Linked DNA regions of Mus musculus: region 2 is linked to region 1. Evidence: chromatin contacts called from public HiChIP or PLAC-seq data. All regions are on one chromosome and are shown on one strand. The core of a region is the stretch at or near the end of the contact, and the rest is flanking DNA. Distances in the headings are between cores, read along the strand shown. Region 1 overlaps Slc12a8 (solute carrier family 12 (potassium/chloride transporters), member 8). Region 2 overlaps Itgb5 (integrin beta 5).

What was found. HiChIP or PLAC-seq counts read pairs in DNA pulled down with a chosen protein or histone mark.
Region 2: a contact with region 1 is called in a CTCF HiChIP or PLAC-seq map of the NIH/3T3 cell line, with 5 read pairs. The contact joins two enhancer-like sites. A contact is called at or near these places in 1 of 15 datasets of contacts at CTCF or cohesin (the NIH/3T3 cell line), 1 of 484 Hi-C or Micro-C datasets (embryonic stem cells) and 1 of 115 datasets of contacts at active chromatin or transcription factors (pancreatic cancer cells).

Annotation. Positions count from the first base shown.
Region 1 is chr16:33,575,588-33,580,304 of GRCm38.p6, forward strand. All of the region lies in intron 4 of Slc12a8 (solute carrier family 12 (potassium/chloride transporters), member 8), which reads left to right. Among named protein-coding and RNA genes, the nearest start is that of Slc12a8, 60 kb to the left of the region's middle. Within about 2 kb of position 1,389, at least 58 of the 459 cell types and tissues checked have an H3K27ac peak or open chromatin away from gene starts, as enhancers often do. A contact at or near this core is called in the NIH/3T3 cell line, where this site is marked.
Region 2 is chr16:33,869,244-33,873,830 of GRCm38.p6, forward strand. The region is part of intron 3 of Itgb5 (integrin beta 5); the gene reads left to right. Among named protein-coding and RNA genes, the nearest start is that of Itgb5, 42 kb to the left of the region's middle. Within about 2 kb of position 3,003, at least 74 of the 459 cell types and tissues checked have an H3K27ac peak or open chromatin away from gene starts, as enhancers often do. A contact at or near this core is called in the NIH/3T3 cell line, where this site is marked.

The sequences.
Region 1 (4,717 bases), core at 139-2,638:
AGAGATATGACCTTACTATTCTGAGATTTGCTCTGTAGACCAGACCAGCTTTGAACTTGTAGAGATCCCCCTACCCCAGCCTCGCAAGCGCTGACATTCCAGCGTGCACCACCACATCACCTCTCCCACCCTTAGTTTAATCTGATTTAGTTTCATTTTAACACTTTTATTGGGGCTCTTATGAGTTTCCCAATGACAGTGGTGATCCTAGCTCCTAGCATTCGAGTCCAAGAGCTCCTGAAATTTCGAGAAGTGGATAAGTGTACTTTTCTGGGAGGGAGTTCAGGACTGCCGCCAGATTCCCAGAGGCATCCTTGGCCCTAAAGGGAGAAAGATTGTGGATCAGAACATAGGAATTTTTTAGAAGATTAAACAGTGGAAAGCGATAAGACGAGGGTCTGGGTGGAGATTTTTACAGCAAAGCCAAATTACCACAGCCCTCGGAGTCACCTCCCTCTCTCCTGGCTCCCTCCTGACTCTCTGTGTCTTCCTTTATTTCTCCCTTTTTCTGTTCTTTTTCTTTGCCCTCAGTTCCTCCCATGTCCTATCTTTCTTGATAACTTCAACCAGAGGCAAGTTTGTTCCACCTATGGGATACCATTGTATGTGGGAGATTCTTATTTTTAAGAGTGTGTTGGACTTTTAGTATGTCTCTGAAGTGGAAAGGGCTTTAGGTGCCTGGAAGTCCTGCTTTATGGGTCTGGCTCCTGTTCCGTTTTCTATGGGCAGAATGGCAGCCAGGAGTGCTAGGAGGATTACTCAGTCTCACTCCTTTCTCTCATCCTGAGTTTGGTTCTGATAGAGTGACTGGCCGGAATGTTAGCTCCCTGGCCCCAAACCCCACCCTACAACTGAGATGGGTCCACGGGATTGTTTTCATCTTGCTGCCGTTCGCACTAAAGGGTAGAGAATGGAACCACATGCTGAAGAGGCCGTGGAGCCCGATCAATGGTACGGAGCAAGTGAGAGTCAGTGTTGCCCAGTTTCTGCCCTTGTGTGGGATCCAACTCTGTGGGCAGGCGGCCTCCCTGGCCGGCCTCCCTGGCCAGAGTTCTGGGGACGAATGCCTGGTGTATGAAATCACTGGCTTGGGAGGTTCTTTAACATTACTGAGCAAGGATGGAGCTCCGAGGAATGGGCGAGCATGTTCTGCCTGCGACCCTCCACGCTCCCGCTCAGCCAGCCTTGTGTGCCTCTCGCTATAGGGGCCGAGGTCGGTGGCCCCGTGGCATTGAGTAGTCTGCGGAGTGCTCCGCTGTGGCGGTGGGAGAGCAAATCACGACACTTAGAGGCTAAAGCACTTTGGGAACACTGACTATGCGTGTGGAGGCATCACGACGGAGGGTGGGGCTGCCAGGCATGCCTGTATCCTGCACATCGGAGAGTGGGCAGTCACAGCGAGTCGCTGAGGCAGAGCGCCGCTGTCTAAGGTTGACTGGAGATCCAGGCGCCTGTGGAGGATGGCGGGTGGAGCTGGCTGAGCCGGGCTTCCTCCTAGGGTTGTCGTCATAAATTTGCAATTTATACAGTAATGTGGGGATTGACCTGGTGCACCCCTGCTTTCTTCCCTGTGTCCTCACTCTGGGGTCCAGTGCTGAGATTTCTGAACTCATAATGAAGCAGTCCTCAGGCCTGCTCACTGTTCCGACTCCCAATCCATGTTAGTCCTGGACCCCCATGTACTCTGCAGGCGTCCATGCACGCTCCTCTTTGTGGACAAGTTCTGAGAAGATACTGAGGCTGCTTCCGGCTTAGCAGCAGCAGCAGGCCAGGCCTAGGAAGCCTCTGGAACACCTCCCTGGGGGAACACAGGTGAAGTTTTAGGCCCTACAGGGGCTTGGCAAGAGGCTGTCGTTGCTGGCCTGGTGCTAAAGGTTACAGCACAATTACTGTCCTGAGCCCTGCTTTTAGAGTTAGGCCCCTCATAGCAAATCCCAGCTTGGCTGCAACATGCTACTCAGATCCTACCAACCTCTTTTCCCTCATATCTGAAAACAAGTGGTAATGGCTGCCCTGCTGGACTGTCAAAGAATGAAGTAAGATACTGTCAATGTGAGACCCGGTGTGGACCCTGGCATGAAGCAGGTGCTCCACAGAGAGTTATTGTAGCCATCACTGCTTATCCTAAAAGGAGAAGCCCCTGGAAGCCACTGGGTTGTGTGCTAAGACAGTGTTTCTCAGGTCTCAGGATCTAGGGCCCGTGTGAAAATGAAAATTCTTGTGTGCTTGGTCAGGGATGAGGAAGGAGCGGACCCACGAGCATTCTTTGAACAGTGCTCAGGCCCTGCTGCTCCTGGGACTAGGCTCTGCACTGTGAGGCAGGCACGGGGACACTTTAATCCAAGCCATCTGGATGAGACCTTACTCCTCTGTTTCTTTGTGTCGGTGGCTGTCATTACAACACTTTCTACCCCATTAACAAAGCTTCCAGGTACCACATCCCGATGATGACATCCAGTCTGAGCCGAGGAATTGATGCAGAAGGAAGAGGGACCCTGAGGTGTCTCCTGTTAGGAGATACCCCAGACAGCACCTCACTCTGCATGAGCCTTGAAGGCTATGGGTGCCTGGAGCAGTGAGCTCTGCCAGCCTCTGAGGGGACATGGGAACAGATTAGAGCAGTAGAGCCAGCATGCTGCCACTGTCACAGGGCCACCTAGGTTGATAGCATATTACCCCAAGGCTAGTTCTGGCTTGTGGGGACCACTGTTAAATGTTGTTCCCAGTCCTCAAGTCCTGGTGACCAGAAGAGTCTTGGAAGTGGGAACATGTGGGCCAAGTATGACTCCTTAGAACACCTGACACTGAGACACCCAAACCTCTGCTTCTGATAGCCTCCTTGCCTGACTCCTTAGAACACCTGACACTGAGACACCCAAACCTCTGCTTCTGATAGCCTCCTTGCCTGCCTCTCCACTGCTGACACACCAAGCCCCCCCCCACCCCCCCCCGGTGTCAGCAAAGGGAGCCCAGGCTTCCACCTAAACTCAAGAACACACAGGGCTCTGTCCGTATCTGCACTGGACAGATAGATAACAGCAAGCCTAGCACTGATCTTTCCCTCCTGGGCTCTAGCCAGCCCTGTTCTGGGAATAGCCATGTCTGGGAGGTTATTGCTTCATAGCTGATTTCCCACTGGCCTCAACCAAGAAGTGCTTTTATTCCCTATTTCTATATGTGTAAAGCAGGCGGGAGCTGGGTCTAAATCAAGGCTGTGGGCTGTGATCTCTGAGGGGGCATGTGCAAAGAAATGGGTTCTTTTGGTTTTCTTTTTTATTGTGATAAAATATCTCTAAGGTGTGAGTTGATGTTTAAACCATATTTAGGTAAGCGATTCAGTGGGGTTAGCCACAGTCATCACTATATACAGCAGTCACCACCATCGGCTCCTGAAGGTTCCCTCACCTCAAATAGAAAACGAGTCCCCGGGCCCTGAGGAACTGTTCTGCCGTGTCTGGCTCTGAGTTTGTCAGGCTGGATGTTACACAGGAATGGACTCTTAGGACACTTGTCCTTTCACTTGGAGTGATGTTTTTAAAGACCACCTAAGTTGTAGTATGTCCAGTGTTTCATCCCTTTGTGTATGGTGTGAGTGAGTGTGTGTGTGTCTGTCTGTCTGTGTCCATCCATGCATGAGTCCGTGTATGCAGAGGCCAGAGGACAATCTTAGCTGCTGTTCCTCAGGTGTTGTCCACGGTGCTTTCGAGACAGGGTTTCTCACTGGCCTGGAACTCACCAAGTAGGTAAGACTGGCCAAGGAGCCCCAGGGATCTGTTTGCTCATCTCTGTTTCCCCAGTGGCAGGATTATAAGCGTGTGTCCCCACACCCCACTTTTAAGCATATGTGATTAGTGGGGCTGACGGATGACTCGGTGGTTAGAAGCACTGGCCGCTCTGTGTTGGACCTGGGTTTGGTTCCCAGCACTCAGGAGCAACTGTAGTTCCAGATGCAGGAGATCTGATGCCCTCTCTTGGCCTCTGCTGGCACCAGAACTTATATTTTCTCAGCTAGGCTGGAAGCCAGCAAGCCTCTATAACCCTCCTGTCTCCTCACCCTCATTGCTGAGGTTCTAGGCATCTATCTGCAGGGAAACCCAACTTGTGACAGGGATGCCGGAGGAATTTTGTTCTCATGACTGTAGGATAAGTTTTCCTGCCCTCTGAGTAAATTCTTTGGCTCTCTGCCTATTAAAATCTGGATTCTGGAGTGTTGAACTCAGGTCCCCTTGTTTGCCAGGCAAGTAGGTTACCAGCTACGCTTGCTTTCTAGCCACCACTTCATCCCTTTTCATGGCTGAATGATATTCCATTCCCCAAGTACACTACATTTTGTTTATGCCTTCTCCGGTTGTGAACACTTGGCTTGATCCCAAATGTTACTCTTAAGAATATTTTATGTTTTTGCATGTATCATGTGGTGAGACAGTATAGCCATACCAGAAAAATAGCTATCTGGTACATAATGGAAAAATAGTCAAATAGCCCCACAATAACAATACATATGATTGCTGCTACGGGGCCTGTGAGGACACATAGGGCTTGTTGAGTGGAGGCTTAGATTCCCTGGGTCCTGCCCTTACCTGACCAGCTGCCAATCTTGTGATATAGGACTCACTTTTCCTGGGCCTCAGCATCTCCATCTATAAAATGGGTGTCAGGGTAGAGTCCCTGGACCGTTCTCAGGTTCTGTGATGCTGCGCTGTCATCCATGAGATTC
Region 2 (4,587 bases), core at 1,753-4,252, 300 kb after region 1:
GGCTGCGTGGTGAGGGGGGAGGAGAGGAAAATGACAAGGACTTCCTCGTTTAGTCTCAGATTTTGTTTTTAATTACGTGTTGGTCTGGAGAAGTGGCTTAGTCATTAAAAGTTACATTTATTTGCCTGTCATGGTGTCTTGGTGGCCAATAATATACCCTTATCTCGTCACTTGGGAGCAGAGGCAAGGTGATATCTATGAATTCAAGGATAGCATGTTCTACATTGGGAGTTCCAGGCCAGCCAGGGCTACATAGTGAGACCCTGTGTCCAAACCGTCTGTCCCACCCATCTGTGTGCTGTGTGCACACATGTGGAGGTCAGAGAACAACTTGTGGGGAGTCTATTGTCTGCTTCCACCAAACGAATCCAGGGACCAAACTCAGGTTGTCTTTTCAGCTTGCTCTGTGAGGCAGTATGGGTATCCCGCTGAGCCATCTCTCTGGCTCATCATCATCGTCATCACCATCATCATCATCACCACCACCACCACCAACAACAAATTTATGTTACTATTTTGTATGTGTACATGTTTGCTTACACATATGTCTATATTCCATGTGCATGCCTGATGTCTGCAGAAACCAAACAAAGGCACTGGATCCTCTGGAACTGGAGGTGTAGGGGCTTTCAGACATCATATGAATGCCGGGAATCACACCCCAGCATTCCTAACCATTGAGCCATCTCTTCAGCCCCTGTTTCCATTAAAAAAAAATTCCTACATTTTATTATGTATATGTGTACAACTTTTTTTGTGAGTCATTTTTCTTTCCACCATGTGGAGCCTGAGATCACAGCCCTCAGGCTGTGAGTTGGTGCTGGTATCCTAAGCCCTTTGACTTTGACCTGTAGCCCTTCCTTAGTTCTTAAGTGGGATTAAAACTTTTTTTTTTTCTCAAATTGAGATATAAATCACATGTCACGAGTCACACAATCTTAAAGCCTTCGGGTCACTGGTTCTAAGCTATGTAACCATCACTGCTGTGTCATTACAGCTGTTGTCACAGCAGCAGTTTGACCTAACTGCCCCTTTACCTTCTCAAGCAGTTTTACTTTGCTGTTGCCTTCCCTGGACACTTCTGGTTATATAACATGGGAGCCTTAATCCCTCCACACTGTAAAGCGTGCTCCTTCCTGGTTGTCTTGAACCAGGGCATCACTGTGTAGCTGGACCTGACCTGGAGTCTGTGACTCTCCTGCCTTAACCCCACCCCCACCCCCAGCCCCACCCCGTAGGCCACGCCCTGTTACTTTGCCCTTTTTGTGGCCAAATGATACTCAGTCTTTAGCTCCACTTTACTTGATGGACAGACTATTTCCACTGGGTAATACTCAACATTCATGTGCAGGCATTTTTGGGGGCCATATGTTTTCAATAATTTTGGGTCTATAGCAAGGAGTGGAATTGCTGGATTGTATGGTAATTCTGTATTTAACTTTCTGAAGAACTGCCAAACTTTAAGCAGGGTTTTGTATAAATATAAGGATCATGTTTTCCATTTTATTTCAACACTGGAAATTGTATGTCAGGATAAGAATTAAAAAAAAAAACAAAAAACCTTAACAAAAGGCATGAAATTTTTAGGATATGCATTTTAAGCAAAATTTACTGAGATAAGCAAAAGCAGGAAAGAGGTAGTTTTCAAGCTCTGGGATACTCAAAAGGTTTATTTGAGTTATTCATGTAATCTTTTAGTTCTTACATATTTCTTTTTAGTATGTGTGTGTATATGTGTTGTGTCACATACGTGCCATGGTGTATGTATGGAGGCCAGAGGATACCTTTTTCTTCTTTTGAACCAGAGTCTATGTAGCTGTGGCTGTCCTGGAACTCAGTGTATAGACCAGGCTGGCCTGGATCCTACAGAAATCCACCCGCCTTTGCCTCCCAAGTGGTGGGATTAAAGACGTTGCATCACCAAGCTCAGCCAGAGGGCAACTTTTACTGATGATCTGATATCCCTGAAAACCATATAAAGAGCGAGACCAGGTGATGCACTTACGTAACCTTAGCATGCTGAGATGGGAAGGGGGAGACAGGATAATCGCTTAAGTTTGCTGGTCAGCAGCCAGGAGTATAAGGGCAAAGCTGCAGAAACAAGAGAGACCCTGTCAGTAAACAAGATGGATCCGATGCATGTTGGATGCACGCGCACATGCACACACACCCCTCACTCATTTATTTGAAGATGGCAGATGGCCTGTCTTAACTTGTGAACAGCCAGTGTGGGAGTTCTCAGTCTGGCAGTGGGTGCCTAGCGATGCCTGTCCCGAAGGACAAAAGTGGAGCTTTCTTATTAAAGGGAAGGCAGAGAAGAGAAAGTGTTAAAAGTACCTTCCGGGCCCAGAGACTAGTTAGTACTTGATTGCAGAGGGAGACCCTGTACTTATGAGCAGAGCCCTGGCAGGAACCCTGTGCTAAACACAGGCAGTGCTGGGTGCTTTGAAATCAGGGAAACAGGGCAGGAGAGGGGTTGCTGGGCTGGAGGCGGGAAGGGGAGGTGGGGGGTGGCAGGAGGGGGGTAAATTCCATTCTCTCAGGTGCAGGTGATCAGCTTCTTTTTGTAGTTAACTTTATTGCACTTCTCTGATCCTACTGCTGGTCCTGAGGTGGGGATTATGTGGAATAGCTCCAGGTAGAGATGGAGACTGTGTGGGGGTCTGAGGGGGTGTGGGGAGAGGTGGGAAGATGGGGGGGGGACACGACAAATCCAGGCATGTGGCTCGGGGATGTTGTCACCAGAGGCAGGCACATACCAACCCTGTTGGTGAAAGTGAGGTGGATAAGTGAGGCCCTGCGTAGGCCTTCCTTAGAGTCTCAGGCAGTGTAAGACAGCAGCTCTCTGGGAAAACATAGAAGGGAGAGGAGTGTGCCTAAACAAAGTCACACCCAGAGATGGGAAAGGCGCCCAGACCTGGCAAAACATGCTCCACATACGACCGTGGCGCCACCCACCTCCCTGTCGACCGGCACATCAGGGAGGCCACCCTTGCTGGGCTGCTGGTGTCCTGTCCATCCACACAGGAACTGCTGACACAAGGCATTCCGTGGTGATCCCACGTAGGAGGGTGTGACGTTGTAAAGGCTCACACGTAATGACTGGTGCTTGGCAGGTCTGGGCCTGCGTGCCTTCTCACAACTTACCTTTCTGGAGACCTGGGAGAAAAGCTCCTCCCTTCAATATTTACCACTTCCCCACGGGAAGAGGTGTATGTGCGCACCTTCTCGGTGAGCCGATTCTCTTAGAATGTAATGTCCGGACATTGCCCACTTCCTAGTACAGAGCGGAGGTACCTGTGTATTGTACCGCACTTCCTTCTTTGCCTTCCGTGTCTGGAAGATCTGGAGTTAAATCTGAATGCCTAAAGCCCTAGCCCAGTTAAGCAGGAGTTTCTGCAAGAATTTTCTATCTTTTTTTTTAAATTCCCCACATGAATTGCTTTCATTTGAAATTACTTTTAATTTTTAACCTTTGAAGCATTAGAACCAGATTTCCTTGCTTGAGAGCATGGATAGTTATGTACATTATGGGTTCTGATCCCACTGTAATTATGCCTTCTTACTTCACTGAAGCAGAAACTAAGCCACATAGCTTGAAAGGAGCTGGGGGTCTGCCGAGCTCTTGGTGACCAGGCCTGAGTTTAAATCTGAATCTCTCGCTTCCAAGCCTGCTGCTGCTCTGTTCCTGACTGAGATTGCCGCTCAGTTTCCCTGGATCCAAGTCACTGCTCTTATCTCTTCATTATTAGCAAACCTCACTGAGATAGTACTACATTCTGCATAGAAGAAGGAAGAGTCGGAGACTTGGATGGGTGGGCAGGTCGGTGTCAGGAGGCGCAGAAGACCCTGTGAAGAGGACATGGATTTGGACAGAAGAGGCTCTGTCCCTCTGGGGTCTGCCTTCTCATGCAAAGGCCAAAGTAGGGTGCACACAGGGTAGGAGTAACCCCTCCTTTTCCAAGTTTCTTTCCTTCTTCCCACCTCTCCCCTACCACGATAAGCATCCATCCAAGGAGTCCCATGGAAGGACCTGTTTGTTGTGTCTGCCAGATTGGAGCCAGAGACACACTAGAGCAGTTCGGAATTCATTCTGGATGAAATCTCAAATATTCTTCTGTCTGAGTCAGACTCTGGTGGTTTTTAAAAATAGGCTCACACCGACGGGTGACCCAAACTACAACAGGCTCGAGGTAGCTGGAACAATGCGTGCAAAAACAAGTCAGGAACTGAGGCTTGCCACCCGACTGCAGATAATTGTTGTACTCCTTGTACTTCCGTAGTGCAAGCTTTTGTTGATCTAGAGCCCTGCTGTGCCCCAGGAGTGCATTCCAGCCTCTTAGATGAACACCACTGTTTCATTTCATACTTAAGTGAACCTAGGTCCAGGTTGCACCCCTGGTCTGGCTTGTTTCCAGGAGGAGGAGGAGGAAGAGGAGGAAGAGGAGGAAGAGGAGGAGGAGGAGGAGGAGAGGGAGCACGGAGGATTGGGTTCTGTGTCTTATTTATAGAGCCAGGACTTTGCTTATGGAGGAGCAGCTGGCCATACAGGAGACAGGGGGCTTCTCTGAGCTGTGGTCCTGACCA